2 separate regions of the Oryctolagus cuniculus genome follow, and region 1 is linked to region 2. A link is a contact called in public Micro-C data. All regions are on one chromosome and are shown on one strand. Each heading gives the region's core, a stretch centred on a gene start, on an enhancer-like site or on the middle of the called end of the contact. The rest is flanking DNA. Distances are from core to core; before and after follow the strand shown.

Region 1 (5,016 bases), core at 638-3,137, 190 kb after region 2:
TTTTTCTCATGGACAGGAGCCCACAGGTGGCAGAAAGCAGCTGGGAGAGAGACGGCCCCTGGTGGATGTCACATGTCAGGGTGAGGAGCGCTCTGGATACACGACTTTACTCCCTAGGGACTGAGTGTCCCGGCTGGGGAGGCTGGACTCTGCCCTACGCTGGTTGGGAATGACTCGGGAGTTTTCACTTGGGGTGAGGTCACTGGCAGCAACACAGAAACCACTGGGAGGATAAGTAGCTCCAAAAAGTGCAAAGGAGAAACAGGATCCCCGTACATGGGAATTCCAGAGCTCTGACCCCGCATCCAACGCTGCCCAGCTGAGCCCCTGGAGCATAGCAGATGACTCACGAAGTCTGGGCTGTAGCAGACTTCAGCCAGCTGATTGGAAACGTCCATAGCCTGGTTCTCCAGAATGTCCACGCGAATCCTCTCCTCTTCCGTCTCCCCACCTGCAGCCCACACCACAGAGACCTAAGTGTCCCGGCCCAGCCACACCCAGGGGACGCCCCCCGCCCCCGCCCTACAGCCAGCCCCACTCACACAGGCCATGCTTGCGGGCCAGGTAGCGCATGATGGCGTTGCTCTGCGTGAGCTTGTGAGTCCCATCAATTAGGTAGGGCAGCTGCGTGGTGACCAGGGCAGTCAGCTGGGCTCCCGGGCTCCCAGCATCCCCTTCCCCGAGCAGGGGCAGACGGGACACCTGGCACCCTCTGTGCCTGGCCCATGGCAGGCTCTAAGCACACACTCTGTGCAGTGAGTGAGTGAGCTATGATACAGAACATCACGGAAAAGCACTGTAGAGAACCAGGGTGACAGTGGTGAGCACAAGGCCCTGACCTCAAACCTCCAAGCTGGGGAAGGAGACGGAGGCTCAGACACCTTGCACCTCCCCCATCCCATCCCCAAATCCGTCCCCTGCACCTACATTGGGAAAGTCCAGGCCCAGCTTGAATTTCTCACTCAGCCACTGGCTTCTGTCATAGTCGGGAGCTGTGGATTAAACAAAGTGAGAGCAAAACCTCCCCAGTGTGCAGCCCTCTCCTCCAGGACCCTCCCCCAAGACAGGCATCTGGGATCTGAACCACTGGGTGTCATATCCAGGTCTGGGGGAAAGAGTGAAGGTATGGGCCCTGGACTCTGCATGCAACAGGCTTCTAAAAGGTGTGGGGACGTCCAAGTAAGACCTCAACCCAATCACAGCCACAGGGGTGTCCAGCTCCCCCACCCTGCGCCCTGCCTTGGGCAGGCTCAGCTCCAGCAGGTGGGGGCTGCAGAGGCCAGCAACAGGTGGTCACACATAGGTTGCTCTGTGTCAGTCAGCAGGGGCAGGGTGGAGGTCAGAGTAGGCGGAGCATTACCGTCCCCCATCGTGTATCTCTTTTCCTCATAGCTGGTGTCCGTGTATTCCAGGAGCAGGCGGATGGCGTGGGCCAGCTGTGGAAATACCCCGAGGGCAGAGGTCAGAGAGGAAGCCTGACTGCTGACCTCATCTCCTCAAAGTGAACCCCCGTTTATTTCCTAGTGCCCCGCTACGCGCGCGCGCGAACACACACACACTCCCCAGCGTCCCGCTACACACACGGGCACACACACACACACACACACACACACACACACGTAGGCTTCCCACGTCCTACTAGAACCACGGCCTAGAATCGGCCCAGCTGCTCAGCGTCCTACTCCGGCCCCGTGCCCCCGTGCCCCGTGCCCCGCCGGGCGGACCCCTCGCTCACGCCGCGTATGTCCCAGTAACCCAGGGTCAGGGGCATTGCGCTGGTGCTGCGGGCTCAGCCAACAGGTCTCAGCGGCACACGCCGCGGACTTTATCCGGGTACACAGCGAGGGCGGGGGCGGGGCTGGCGATCGCCCCGCCCCCTCTCATGCTTTCTCCAGTCCTGGGCCCCGGAGCGCGGACTTCAGCCCCACCCACAGGAAGGAGGAAGATCCGAATCTGCGCTCAGCACTCCGGGTGCGCAGAGGCCGATGCACGGCCCCGGAATTGGCAGTGCCCTCGGTGTATGAGCCCGGCCTTGAAACAGCAACGCGGTCCTCTGCTTCCTCTGCTGGCATTGGCATCGCTCGGGCTGCCGAGCTCCTGCTGGCCCTGGGAGGCCCGGGCCACGCGGGTCCCTTTCGGTGCGCTTCATTGGGCGATTTTCGTCACGGTTTGAACGTCACAGGGCGTGCGGCGTAGACCTGGATGGTATGGTTCAGTCGTGTGTATGTGGCTTCTTCATGCCATCAGGAGGCAACAAACATGAGACGTGTGGGGCTGCTGCCAGAGTCGGAGGGCCTGGTACTGTATTGTGCACAGAAGTAGCATACTCGGAAATAGCCGTGATGCTATATACACGCATACAGTAACCCAGCCGCACGGTCGCTATCATGGCCCTGTGTTCTGCACTCACAGGGCCCGGCTGGGGGCACGGGCTGGCATCACCGCCCCAACGAGAGCAGGCATTGCACCGCCGTGCCGTAGAGGCCGCACCATCAACTAGGGAATGTTTCGGCTCCACTGTCCTGTGCTGGGACCCCCTACGTGCATGGAGTCCTTTGTTGATCTCACGTGGCACTGACTATGCTTATAGTTGTCGCCATACATTAAGGGTTTGTCATTCTGAGTTTGGAGAGTTCGAATTTCTAGATCCAATCGAGAAAAATCATTATTTTTAAAGCTAACATTAACTAAAATGATTTTGAAAGATATAAAGAAAGGTAGTTACAATAGTATTTCATCCTGCTGGATATTGAAAAAAAACAAGTGTTGAGATCCTACCATATACTAGGCTCCATGGACGGAGAAGAATCCTTCAAGAGATAACAGTTTGGATATTAAGGACTAGAAGTCAGGTGGGGACCACAGGGAGAGATTTGCGAAACATGGAAGACATCGTGGTGTTTTTAAACACTGAGAGGCAGCGGAGAAGGAGAGAGGTTGAGTGAAGGAGAAAGAAGCAAATGCTGGTTTTAAACCTTTAGAAACGGTGCACTTACCAGCGTTTACCTGAGCAGCACTCAGGGTCAAGAGCGGTTCGGAAAGCTCCGTCCAGCAGAGTGGGCAGGCAGTATTCACACACAGGACAGGGGGTGGCTGCAAACAGCTTACTGGCTGCAGCTCAGCATTGCCTCTTAGGAACGTAGTCTGATCACTTGGAAGCCTGCGACTGTGACTGGCTGAGCCCCAGCTACCTGCTCCATAATACACCCTGGGTCGGGTTAGGGTTTGTGGGGCTAAGTTTTGTTGCAGTTTGCCATGTTAGGAGGCAGCTTGAAGCCAAACAGTGGCCAGGAGCAAGACTCTGAGGACCTGGGGCCCCGGGCACAGCTGCCCTTTCCGGAGGATGGCACTCTGAGGAAGGAGGGAGGATTGCACCTGCAGGTTCCCAAAAACAAGGCCACGGGGCCAGGAGGATCAGGGCAGTGAAGTGGGCTGCTGAGAGGCAACAGGGAGCAGTGGGGATTAGGGAAACTGGAAAGTGGCTTTTTTTAAATTTATTTGTTTATTCATTTGAAAGGCGGAGTTCCAAGTGGGGGGTGTGAATCTTCCATCTTCTGGCTCACTCCCCAAATGGCTGCAACAGCCAGGGCTGGGCCAGACCAAAGCCAGGAGCCAGAACTCTATCTGGATCTCCCTCATGGGTGCCAAGGACTCAAGTCCTTGGGCCATCCTCTGCTGCCCCTCAGGGGACACATCAGAAGGAAGCTGGATCAGAAGCAGAGGCCCAAAACCAGGTGCCCCTGTGGAGATGTGGACCTCCCAAGGAGCAGCTTAACCAGCTGCCCACCATGCCTGAGCCCTGAGTGGGACACGGCTTGCACTGGGAGTGCCTGATGTTAGAATAGGAGTGGGTCATTTTTGTGTCCCTTGAAATGGACAAAGTCCTTGATCAGGATTAAACAATTCCCAAGGCTCAGAAGGAAGCAAATAACTACAGCAGCTGGAAGAGCCGCGATATTAGTCCTGACTGATTGGTCTCACTGATAACATTGTGATAATCTCAGCAGGATGGTTTCTGTTGGCAGCCAAGGCTCCGTTCTCTTGATACCAACAGGATTTATGTTGTGTGGGAAGCATGATTTCCATAAGAGGCCTGATAAAGGAAGTTGTCTTCTGAAATGTGCTGTAAAGATTTAGTTATCCATTTATTAATTTAATGGCAGGGTGTGTGTGTGTGAGAGAGAGAGAGAACGCTTCCATCTGCCTGTTCATTCCCCAGATGGCCACAACAGCCAGGGCTGAGCCAGACTGAAGCTGGTACTCCATTCAGTTCTCCCACTTGGATAACAGGGCCTCAGGTACTTGAACTCTGATGTACTACTTCCCAGGTGCAGCAGCAGGAAGTTGGATCAGAAGCAGAGCAGCCAGGACTGGAACCGGAACTCTGAACCCACTGTGCCACCATGCTACCCTGCCTTCTCAAGTTTGTAAAAGAACAGCTATTACGTTTTTGTCAGCAGAATCAGGTGGAGGTGACAGGCCTCACAATCAGATTCAGAATGAGAACAGTGGACTGGAAAAACATACAAGAAAGGGGTTTTTTAGAGGGCTTCAAAACAGATAAAAAAAAATGGAGGGGCTGGCATTGTGGCGCAGTGGGTTAAGACACTGCTTGGGATGCCTGCATCCCATATTGGAGTGCTGGTTTCTGTCCTAGTTGCTCCGCTTCTGTTCCAGCTTCCTGTTAATGTGTCTGGGAAGGCAATGGAAGATTGCCCAAGTCCTTGGGCCTCTGCCACCCACATGGGAGACCCAAATAGAGTTCCTGGTTTCTGGCTTCAGCCTGGCCGAGTGCTGGCATTGCAGCCATTTGGAGAGTGAACCAGCAAATGGAAGATCTCTCTCTCTCCCTCTCTCTCTCTCCCCCACCCCGTCTGTGTGACTCCCTCTCTCTCTCTTTCTCTGTCATTCTGTTTTTCAAACAAAAATAAATCCTTTATATATACACATACATTCTAGATAGATGATAGATAGAAAGATGGATGGATGTATAGATAGATAGGTAGATAGATAGGT
Region 2 (5,303 bases), core at 2,471-4,970:
AAGAGTTTGGATGCTCTGTGGTTTTTCTTTTTTTTTTTTAATAAAACTTACTAAATAAAATTTTATATAAATTTATAAATTATATATTTATAAATTATAAATTTATATAAAATTATAAATAAAACTTATTAAATAAAAATTGAACTCAAAACTGCCATGGGCTCTCCTCTCTACATAACAGCAGCTATGCTGTTATTGATTTAATCCACAAGAAGGGGTGGGATACTTTTGGACTCAAGGGCCTATTAAGGGTTCTTAAGATGTTCCCTTAATGGCCATCAAAGAAAAAGGTACCTTTCCCTGAAGGGAGGACTTCCACATTGATTATGGCCTTGTCTAAATAAGGTCTGAGTTTGTGAACTCAAGAGGCTTCCATGGCCTTGGCAGCTCATGACAAGAGCCTCAGTTGATTACTGACATCATAAATAAGAGTGTCAATTGTTGGATCAACAACGGGAGTCCCTGTGCGCTTGCTCTCTATGTAGGATCTCTGTCCTTAATGTGTTGTACTACGAGAATTAATGGTAAAACTAGTCTTCAAACAATACTTTATACTCTGTGTGTCTGTGTGGGTGCAAACTGTTGAATTCTTTACTTAATAGAGAGTTGATCTTCTGTATATAAAGATAATTAAAAATGAATCTTAATGAAGAATAGGATGGGAGAGGGAGTAGGAGGTGGGATGGTTTGTGAGTGGGAGGTGGTTATTGGGGGAAGAACCGCTCTAATCCAAAAGCCGTACTTTTGAAATGTATATTTATTAAATAAAAGTTTTATATATAAAAAAAAGATGTTCCCTTAAGTCTTTTCTTTGTTGAATTTGTTCACAGCCCTAACATCATCTAGGGCCCAGCTTTCTCTGTTTGTTTGTTTTCCAGCTGCCGATGCCATTCCTTCAAATCCCTGGCCTTGGAAAATCATCTGGTTACCCAGAATAGGGAAGCAAAAACTTGCCCTTGCGAAAAAGAGAAAAAGCGAGACCCTTGCAGGGCAAATCTGACCAGAAGAGTTAATTTCTTGGAGTGGAGAAAAAGAGATGTTAACCCATTGCCCTGGCTTCTTAGAGCTGCAGGAGTCCTAGAAGCAGGGACCCCTGCCCCCCACCCCAACCAGAAAAACAAAGTGCTTCTGCCCAGTGCTCCCCAGATTCCTCAGAGAAGACTGGGGCGGGGTGAGGGGCTGTCTGTGTAGCCGTGTACAGTGGACCCAGCACTTGCCAGACCATCACACGGACCTAGCTGTAAATCCCGGGCCACCCGCAGGGACTCACGCAGCTCACCCAGCCTCCTCAGGACTCAGTTTCTCCCTGGATAAAATGGGCACAATGCCACTTCACAAGGTTGTTTTGGGACGCTTACCTCTGAATGAATCGGCTGACGCAGATGGGAGGCTGAGTCCACTGCCTGGCTAGTCACTGGGGCTTGGGAAATGCCAACCATGCACCCCAGGTTAGGTTGCCGCTGGCCCGGGCTGCATACATTCATCTACCCCCACCCCCATGCGATCTGCACTTTTTCCTTTTTTTTTTTTTAACTGAAATGTCCATTTAAAAAGTCCCAACTTTGCTCCAGATGAACTAATGAACGAATGTGATTCCCCACACCCAGGCTAGGGGAGTGGAAATTCAGAGCAGAGCGTGCTATGGAGGCCCAGCAGGGAGGCCAGGTAGGAACTCTGCTCTCCCCACCCCCACCCCCTCCCCCAGCCAACTGACAAGTCCTAGCTCTCTGGACTGGCTGCAACTCTGTGCTGCTTTCCCAGGCGGACACTCAGAAGCTTGGTTCCTCCCGGGGCTGCAGGGTTGCCCGCAGCCTCCTGCTCGGTCAAGGCCACCCACACTGCTAGATTCCACTGTTAATTTTCAGTGTCCACGTTATCTGACCTCTCTGCCACGCGGGAGGTGGTTGCTCACTCCCTCCTCCAAACACCTGCAAGTGCTTTCCCGGGTTCTCCCACTTGCCAGTTCTTTCCGGTTCTCTTGGCCACCCCAGCCCGCAGCCCTGCCTCTTCCCTGCCACTCTCGCTCCCATGGCGCTCTTGTCTGTGCCGTGCTGACTCCCCTCTGCCTGGAGCTTCCCCGGTCTCCTGCGGCCACGGTGGCCCCCACGACAGAGTGGTTGGATGTTTCATCTCCTGCACATCTTTGCTTAAAGGTCAGCATCCCAGGGACGCCTTCCATGAACACACTTTTTAGAACACAAATCCCCTTCCTGCTGGGGCTCCACCAACTCCCACCCTAACACCCTTCCTCTCTCATCTCTGCCTTATTTCTCTCTCCACGGGATGTGGACCACTTGCTGACTTACAACATATTCATTTATTTCTGCATCTTTCCATTAGAATGTCACCTTCTTGAGGGCAGGGATTTGGGGCCGCTGATTTCAACTTTGTAATCAGTGCCTGCCCTAACAGGCATGTTCATACACATTGTTGGGGGGCTGTTTGCAGGGGCAAATGAAACATGACAGCCTCGTCCCTCCTCCAATCCATCGTGCACAAAGAAGCTAGATTAATTTCCCGGATGCAGAGTCTGACAGTATCACTCACTTCAGCAGCGTATCCAAACCTGTGTTGTCCAATATAGCAGCTACAAGCCACATGTGGCCACTGAGCAAGTGAAATGTGGGTAGAATGACTCAAGATGTGTTTTAAAAAAGCAATGGAAGGGGGCTGGTGTTGTGCTGTAGTGGGTAAAACCGTCGCCTGCAGTGCTGGCATCCCATATGGGCACTGGTTCGAGTCCCGGCTGCTCCACTTCTGATCGAGCTCTCTGCTATGTCGTGCGCTCTCTCTCTCTCTGCCTCTCCTTCTCTCTGTGTAACTCTGACTTTCAAGTAAATAAATAAATCTTGAAAAAAAAAAAGCAGCGGAAGAATATCTCAGTCCTACTTATATTAGTGACAGGCTGAGATTGTCCTATTTGGGGAATATACAGACTTAAAAGAAAATCTGCTATTCAAATCGATTCACCTGTTTCTTTTTACTAGAAACAGAATTTTTAAGTCCTATGTGTGGCCTGCATTCTATTTCTGTCAGATAGGGGGAGATCCAAAAACTCCCTGTAGAGCAGAGGAAAAACATCCGAACCCCACCCCCTCCCCGGCAGTCCGAGTCCTGGGCCACCCGGCCCCACAGCTGTGTCTCTCCCTGCGCCCCATCATAGCCTCGTGCATCTGCAGGACTTGCCGCCCCCCCACCCCTAACCAGTGTTCCGCCTTCCTCCTGCCTGGAACTGCACTCCTAGTGTCCAGAGCTTATCCCTTCCCAGTGGCCTTGCTCCGACGCCCACCTCCTCCCTGTGACCCTCTTAGAACCACCTGTGCTGCCCAGAAGAGCTCTCTCGCTCCACAGTACTTGAGGTCGACGCCCGCTGCCTCGAATGCTTCCTACCTGTCATTAACGGGTTTCTGGTCCTCATCCTCTTCTTCCCCTGCCCCCTTCACCCCAAAGACTGGCTGGCAGTCCGACTCTGGGGGACTGCCCCAGCCCTCCCATCCCACTCCATTCTCCTGCCTGGTAAATAAGGTAAGTATGGTATGGATTTCACCTTCCATGGTCATGTCCCTAGGGTCCCTACTGCCTAGGTGTTGGTGCACTTCCCGCCTTGACTGGCACTTTTAATGGATTAAGCGTGGAGTCTCAACGCCGCGCTCACCCGCACTCCCACGGGGTTCTTGGGGTCGCCCGGCCCCGAACTCCAGGACCCACAGAAGTCGCGCATGCGCGTGGCCCCGCTGGCGCGCGGAGAGGGCGCTCGAGGGCGGAGGGGCGAAGACAAGGAGCTCACGTTGACCCCACCCACTTACGTCGACTATAAACCCTCTCTGCCTGCCGGCCGCCGGTCGTCAAAGATTCGCTGGCGTCGAAGTGGCGGGCTCACCATGTCGTCCACGTCATCTATGCTTCTCGGCTACTGGGATATCCGGGGGGTGAGTGCCGTGGCAGCGGCCGGCCGAGCGTCTCTGCGGGTCCGCGACCTCCGCCAGAAGCCGCCCTCCTCCGGAGCCCGTCAGCGCGGGGCGGCGCAAGAAGCCGCGGCCGAGCCGCCGGGCCCCCCGGCCCGCCCCTGCCATGCCTCTCGCCTCGCTCGGCCCCGCGGGGAGCTGCGGGGGGCTGCGGGCCGCCGGGGCCGCGCTTGGGGACCGCTTAACGACCGCCCGGGCGGCATGCAGGGGCCCCGCAGCCCGGGGCCGGGGGACGTTGGCGGGCGGGGGTTGGGAGCCGGTGGCGGCCGCGCAGGCGCCGACTCTGGGCTGTCTTCCCCCAGCTGGCGCACGCCATCCGCCTGCTGCTGGAGTTCACTGATACTTGCTACGAGGAGAAACGGTACACGTGCGGCGAAGGTAATGTTGCCCGGAGCTGGCCCTCCACCTGCCCGCTGTGCCCAGAGAGTGGCATCCCGCCGAGGTCCCACGGGACGTCCCCCCACCCCCGAAACCCGGGGAGCCCTGCTGTGCCCTGTGGGAGGAGAGCCGCATCCTCTGCCCGAACCCCGCCTAAATGCTTAACCAGATGGGCCCCAGACACGAAATGGTTAAGCCTTGGGAATTTGAGGTAAAGAAACTAAGCCATTTCTTTGGCTCTTTGCACTCCTCGTTAGGCAGGGTATTCAGGAGGTTGGGCCCCTAACGTCTCTCTCTTACAGCTCCTGACTATGATCGAAGCCAATGGCTGGATGTGAAATTCAAGCTCGATCTGGACTTTCCCAATGTAGGTGGCTTTAGGGGGAGAGGGAGCAGAGGGAAGGCCTGGACGGGTATCCATCCCCGCGGCTTCTTCCTGCTCCGAGGGGCAGGGTCATAGGGGCATTTAACCTGGATGGATAAGACTCAAGGGTTCTTGAACTGCAGAGAGAAAATAAAATGTTTTCCTTTCCACTAACAAGTTAGCATCTCCTGTGGTGAAGTGATGTCAGTTATTAACCATGACTGTGTTTGTCACTGGTAGGGATCAAGTCTCCATATTCCATTAAATGTGCTGTGGGCATCTTTACTGTTATTTATATTCGCGACTTTGAAAGTGTGGTCACTCTTACTTCTGCTGGGCCACACATATTCACATTTTACTGTGAGGATATCTCAAAAAGTCCATGCAAGCAAATTAAAAGATAGGTTTATTTTGGTGCAAAAATGTTGAAATCCATGCAAAAATTGATGGAAAATATCAAAAAGTATGCATGAATTTCAAGATTTTTTTGCACTAAAATAAACTTTTCTTGTATTTCCATTAATCCAGAAACTTTTTGAAGTACCCTCCTATCATAATTTTGCTTTAAAATGTCTTATACCTGTGTAAATACATGA

What was found. A called contact is a pair of places that touch in the nucleus more often than the background predicts.
Region 1: a Micro-C map of ear pinna shows a contact between it and region 2, with 2.9 times the contacts expected there. The contact joins the promoter of GSTM4 here to the promoter of GSTM3 in region 2. A contact is called at or near these places in 3 of 6 Hi-C or Micro-C datasets (ear pinna, psoas muscle and an unstated tissue).

What each region holds. Positions count from the first base shown.
Region 1 is chr7:60,757,035-60,762,050 of mOryCun1.1, forward strand. GSTM4 (glutathione S-transferase mu 4) reads right to left here and starts at 1,888. Exons shown (of 8, transcript XM_002715799.5): 1 at 1,736-1,888; 2 at 1,361-1,436; 3 at 928-992; 4 at 543-624; 5 at 351-451. The coding sequence starts at 1,771.
Region 2 is chr7:60,562,084-60,567,386 of mOryCun1.1, forward strand. It overlaps GSTM3 (glutathione S-transferase mu 3), which reads left to right and starts at 3,721. Exons shown (of 8, transcript XM_002715792.5): 1 at 3,721-3,929; 2 at 4,268-4,343; 3 at 4,646-4,710. The coding sequence starts at 3,882.